2 separate regions of the Mus musculus genome follow, and region 2 is linked to region 1. The links are chromatin contacts, called in public Hi-C maps. All regions are on one chromosome and are shown on one strand. Each heading gives the region's core, a stretch centred on a gene start, on an enhancer-like site or on the middle of the called end of the contact. The rest is flanking DNA. Distances are from core to core; before and after follow the strand shown.

The links. A called contact is a pair of places that touch in the nucleus more often than the background predicts.
Region 2: a contact with region 1 is called in a Hi-C map of erythroblasts, with 2.8 times the contacts expected there. The contact joins the enhancer-like site here to the promoter of Nle1 in region 1. A contact is called at or near these places in 4 of 39 promoter capture datasets (embryonic stem cells, hippocampal neurons, neural stem cells and 1 more), 4 of 15 datasets of contacts at CTCF or cohesin (the NIH/3T3 cell line, embryonic stem cells, large pre-B cells and 1 more), 56 of 484 Hi-C or Micro-C datasets (the AML12 cell line, B cells, the C2C12 cell line and 31 more), 29 of 115 datasets of contacts at active chromatin or transcription factors (the 230-238 cell line, the HPC-7 cell line, the NIH/3T3 cell line and 19 more) and 3 of 9 other capture datasets (adipose tissue, embryonic stem cells and liver).

The regions. Positions count from the first base shown.
Region 1 is chr11:82,907,064-82,909,861 of GRCm38.p6, reverse strand. Nle1 (notchless homolog 1) reads left to right here and starts at 1,467. Exons shown (of 13, transcript NM_145431.2): 1 at 1,467-1,523; 2 at 1,627-1,770; 3 at 2,092-2,309. The coding sequence starts at 1,506.
Region 2 is chr11:83,261,953-83,264,652 of GRCm38.p6, reverse strand. No RefSeq gene overlaps it. Among named protein-coding and RNA genes, the nearest start is that of Gm23444, 8.2 kb to the left of the region's middle. Within about 2 kb of position 1,277, at least 21 of the 459 cell types and tissues checked have an H3K27ac peak or open chromatin away from gene starts, as enhancers often do. A contact at or near this core is called in the G1E-ER4 cell line, the SCID.adh cell line, double positive thymocytes and 1 more, where this site is marked.

The sequences.
Region 1 (2,798 bases), core at 218-2,717:
GTAAGTGGGTGGGTGGATAGACAGATGCTCTGCTTTCATGGGATGGATCCCAAGCCTGGAACCTCATTTGTGGTCCAAGCAATGAGGTATTGACAAAGGATCCCACTGCAAGCAAAGAAGCTTTGGTTCTGTGGCGTTTGGATCAAGGGATCCTACATTCAATTCCTGATTTCATAATTCAGTCCACAAGCGTTTCTTCTGTGTCCCCTATATACCGGGGGACATGACTGATAATGAGGAAATGACTGAAAATGCCGGAAAACTTGGAAAACACAGGACAAGACAGACAGGGTCCCCGAAAAACCAAAAGGAAAAAAGAAAAAAAAGAAGAGAAAAAAAAGAAAGACAGGGTCCTGGGAAAGGCTTCCCTAAGTAATTGAACTAATCTATGCAAAGTTCTGAGAACACTATCTGGCAAAGAATAGAGGCTCAATTCGCTTTGTCGGATGAATGAATGTATGCATGTAGGAATGAGTATATTTAAGCCGAGAGATAAACAATGTGAAGAAGGCCAGAAGGCAGCGTCCCTAGCAAATGGAGTCGTTGTTCTCAGATGAGGAAAAGCCTCCAAAGAGCACACGGGTCCCTCTGGCCTTCTTCAACTTTTATTAGTCTCGTTTGTTTGTTTGTTTGTTTGTTTGTCTGAGACAGGGAGTTCTTTTGGAGACCTTCAATGTCCTGGAACTTACTCTGTAGACCAGGCTGGCTTTAAGTTCAGAGATCTATCTGCCTGTCTTTGTCTCGCAAGAGCCTGGATTAAAGGCATGTTCTACCACAACCTATTTAATAGTTCCTTATAGGCTCTATATTCTTTGAACTTGTACAAGAGGAGAGCAGAGACTCAAATCTGTCCACAAAAGTTCCAGACAGAATAAATTGCCTATGCAAAAGCAGATACAGGAGAGGGCCACACCTTGAAAGAGCTCAGAAAAAAAAAATCCCAAAACAGCTGGGCACCGCGGCCCATCCGATATTCCCAGCATCCCATCCTGGGAGGCACAGACAAGAGGATCATGGAGTTCAAGGTCTACTTAGGCTACACACCCTCAGCCTATCTCAATACATACATGCATACATGCGCGCGCGCGCGCGCACACACACACACACACACACACACACACACACACACACACACACACACACATACACAAACTAAATCCCACAAGCCCACCTATAAAAGTTTCTGCCTCAACCCAATAGTTTTCTGGTTTGTATTTTCACCCCTGCTGCCTGGACCCTGGAAGTGTCATCCTCCACCATCTCCTGCCTCTGTGAGCTAGGCGGGCAAATCAATTAATTTCTCTGAGTTTTGGAGACTAAAATTGGCCAGAATCGCTACTGTGAAAAGAAGGCGCGAAGGGAGGCCACCATTGGCAATCCCGGCCTCCGAGAGCGGCTTGACTCCTCCGAACACGAGAGGGCGCTGTAGCCGGAGGTTGCCCGGCGCGACATGGATTTAACGCTCCGTCTTTCCGCCTCGGTTCTCCTCCACGTGGGGACGCAGGATGGCGGCGGCGGTGGTGGTAGGTGTACGCGCACGGGGCGGGGATGCCGGGTCTCCGCGTGGGGTACCGAGGCCCGAGGGGAGGGGAGGGGGACTGACAGTCTCGCGGCTTGATTCTGCAGGAAGAGGCGGCGGCAGGCGACGTGCAGCGGCTGCTCGTACAGTTCCAGGATGAGGGCGGTCAGCTGCTGGGCTCCCCGTTCGACGTGCCAGTGGACATCACGCCGGACAAGCTGCAGCTGGTGTGCAACGCGCTGCTGGCCCAGGTGAGCACCCCAAAACGAAGCCACGGTGTTCCGGGGACCCAGCTGCTCACCGACAGTGTCGGTGGCGTGGATCGGCCCCAGGAAAAATGTTCTCCGCGCCGACTCACCTACAGACAGGCTGTGTTTTGAACGCGTCGGATGCAGTGTTTCCGTGACTTCTTGTCACAGCCCAACATAAGCATCCCCATTTTACAGAGATGCCCAGCGGGATTAAATTTGTCGCATGGTGGTATGCAGTAGTTGGGATTGAGCCGACTCCCGCTGAGGGCAGGCATTCATCCCTCCGAGCAGAGTTCCTCTTTACTCTGTTCTTGCCTTCAGGAGGAGCCCCTGCCCCTGGCGTTCTACGTCCACGATGCTGAGATTGTGTCCTCCCTGGGGAAGACGCTGGAGTCCCAGTCTGTGGAGACAGAGAAAATCGTCGATATCATCTACCAGCCCCAAGCTGTCTTCAGGGTCCGGGCTGTGACGCGGTGCACCAGCTCATTGGAGGGTCACAGCGAAGCTGTCATTTCTGTGGCCTTCAGCCCCACAGGAAAGTAAGGACATGGGCAGAATCTTTGGGATGTGGAGGTGTGTCCTCTGACAGGTGGAGAGGACCATCCTGAGTTATTATTCACAGGGTCTTAGGCTGCCTGCCTGTCATAGACTTGGGGTCTGGACTCACGTTGCAAGTAACAGACTTTCTTATTGGGGTTTGGTCCCCAAAGGCTAAGAATAGTACCTGGCTCAGAAGAGCCTATCTTGGTTTGAACTACTCCTTTCCGAAGTCAGGTTTCTGCATCTGTTACTTCCCTATGAATCCTTTCTTGTAGGACTCTAAGAATAAGAACAGTTGAGCCAGGTGGTGGTAGTCCACACCTTTAATCTCAGCACTCAGGAAGCAGAGGCAGGCGGATCTCTGTGAGTTCAAGGCCAGACTGATCTAAATAGTTCCAGAACAGCAAGGGCTACATAGAGAGACTCTACCTCCAACAACAGAAGAATATGAAAAGCTTCAAAAGCTTTTTCTAGAAATTTCCAAGGAG
Region 2 (2,700 bases), core at 28-2,527, 350 kb before region 1:
TGCCTTACCATACTGCTTACTTCATCATTCACTCTGTGAACTTTTCTAGAAAGAATTTCTTCCATGCCTTAAAGGCACCATGGATTTCATCAGTGAGAGGGACTGGCTGCAGGGGTGGTGGTGGTAGATAGATAGGGACACTTGGCTTTTACTTGTTTGTTTGCATGCTTTGAGATAGAGTCCTTTGCATAACCCTGGCTCTCCCGGAACTCTCTACATGGACAGGAATGGTCAGCCTCTCTTCAAGTACTGGGATTAGGGTCATGGACCACATGCCCAGCTCAGGGACACATTTTCAAAACCATGTTTTATCATTGCCTTCTTGAACAGCCAATCCCTTTCCCACATTTTGGTTTTTGTTGCTGTGTAGTTATTCAAAGACACACTTTTGATATTTTCTTTAGAATCAGTTTAGAATCAGAAAAGACTGTCACATACGTAAAAATATTACCATACCATAGTAATTTTTCATATAAATCACAATTTATGACATTCTTCACAAAGTTAACTACTGATACTTGTGGAAATAAGCAAGGGGCCCTTGAGCAGGTGAGTGGATGAGGAAATCATAGCATGTGCACAATTAAGCTCCCTGCATGCTCAGCCTGAACTGAGAGTTTACTCATCCATAAGGAAGAATGAAAAGCATCATTACAGGAAAATGGGTGGAACCGAGGATTATATGTCATGAAATCATACAGAAAGACAAGTATTGGACATTTACTCTCACATGCGGTATACAGCTTTTTGAAAAGATTTTTAAAAATTTTATTTTTATTCTATGGACATCATTGGTGTTTTGCCTGCATGTGTGAGGGAGTCAAATCCCCTAAAACAGGAGTTACAGACTGTTGTGAGCTGCCATGTGGATGCTGGGAAGTAAACTGGGATCCTTTGGAAGAGCAGTCAGTGTTCTTAACTACTGAGCCATTCTTCCAGCCCCATCATATAGCTTTTAAAGGGTATGAAAGCACAAGGGAGACTTATGTAGAAAGAGACTTATGTCCCTCATGTAGGTGAAGGGACAAGGGAGGGTAAAGAGGAACCCTATGACCAAAGGGCATTCCACAGATGATAATATCACATTGAAACACTTAATTCAGTGCAATTTAATACCAATTAATAAGAAAGAGGGTCATGAGATTGGAAAAACATTACCATCAACAATACATAAACTTTGCTTCTGACTTTCTGTTTGAGGTCTTTGGAAGCTGTAGTTGCTTTTGCTGTTTGAACACTAGGGGGCAAACACAGCTAAAATGACAACGACAGAACCAGCCTCACAGGGTAGGGAGTATGGTTGGAAGGTTAAGGTGGTGCAATACAATGACTTGGCCAATATCACACAAATGCAACTTTTCTTGTGGGGCCACTGTTGTTGGGTACCCTTCAGGAACTCCTTTGTCTCCAGGAGCTGAGTTTGCGTGAGTCACTGGTGCTCTCAGTGTCGTCCCAAAGTTGTGCTCAGTTTGTGAGAACCCCAAAGAGGCCACCAGGAACCACAATTCCGATGCAAGCACATGAGAGTCTTTATTCAAGATCAATCTGGGACCACTCTCCTGTCCTGTTGCATCAGGAAGGTTTGTCCTTTCCTAGGGGAAGGAAAAAAGAAACTACAAGCAGGGGTTTCCAAGTCTTGGCATTACATGAGAGGGTAAAGGAATGTTGGCCTTTAAGCTAGTTGTTTTACAGCACCTGGTCAAACCACAAGAAGGGAGCATACATCAAAAAAAGAGTGTCTTCACTTGGGAACAACTTAGGTTTTCTTAGCCCACTCTGTTGTTATCAGCCAGCTGCAGCTGCTGTATCTATTTTGTAACTGCCAGAAACATTTCTTGATTTTCTCAGACCTCAAGGGTGGGGTCCATGCCTCTCTAAGGGCAAGTTTTAACTTAGAATGGAGTCTTAAAAACAAAATGGAGTTTATTCTGCTTCCTCAGTCCCTTCACCAATGTAAGCGCACAGGACTCTTTTATGCATTGTATATGTGTAACTCTTTGGTTTCAGTGGGCTGTGTGTGTTGTTTTCAAAATTTTTGTAGGCATGTTTGGTGCCTTTGGAGCCCAGAAGATGACATTAGGATAACTGACTTGGAGTTACAAATGGTTTGTGAGTTGTCCTTTGGGTGCTAGGAATAGACTCCAGTCCTGTAGAAGAGAAGCCAGGGTTCTGAATTGCTAACCCATATATCCAGCCTGTGTCTCTTTGTCTTCCTTCCTTCCTTCCTTCCTTCCTTCCTTCCTTCCTTCCTTCCTTCCTTCCTTCCTTCCTTCCTTCCTTCCTTTTTTCCTTCCTTTTATCTTCCTTCCTATCTCCTTCTTTTGTTTACTAAGATAAATGCTATGTATTCAAAGTGTTGAATAGACATATGAAATATGTACATGTTATGGGATGGCTAAATTACGTGAATTGATATCTATATTACTCCATCCCAACATGCATGGGATTTGAACTCAAGACCTTCGGAAGAGCAGTCAGTGCTCTTACCCGCTGAGTCATCTCACCAGCCCAAGACAAAGATTTCTGATCAAGGCTCAAAGTTCAACTTTCAGCTCTATGTTTGTATAGGGGAAACCCAAAGACCCATCCTTTGTTTCAGCTGGATTATGTTGCTTTATTTCAGCTGAACAATGCTGTAAAGCAAGCTCAGTGGGCAGTCTGCTTCTGCAGGAAAACTGCAGGTGAGGCAAGGTGGAAGAC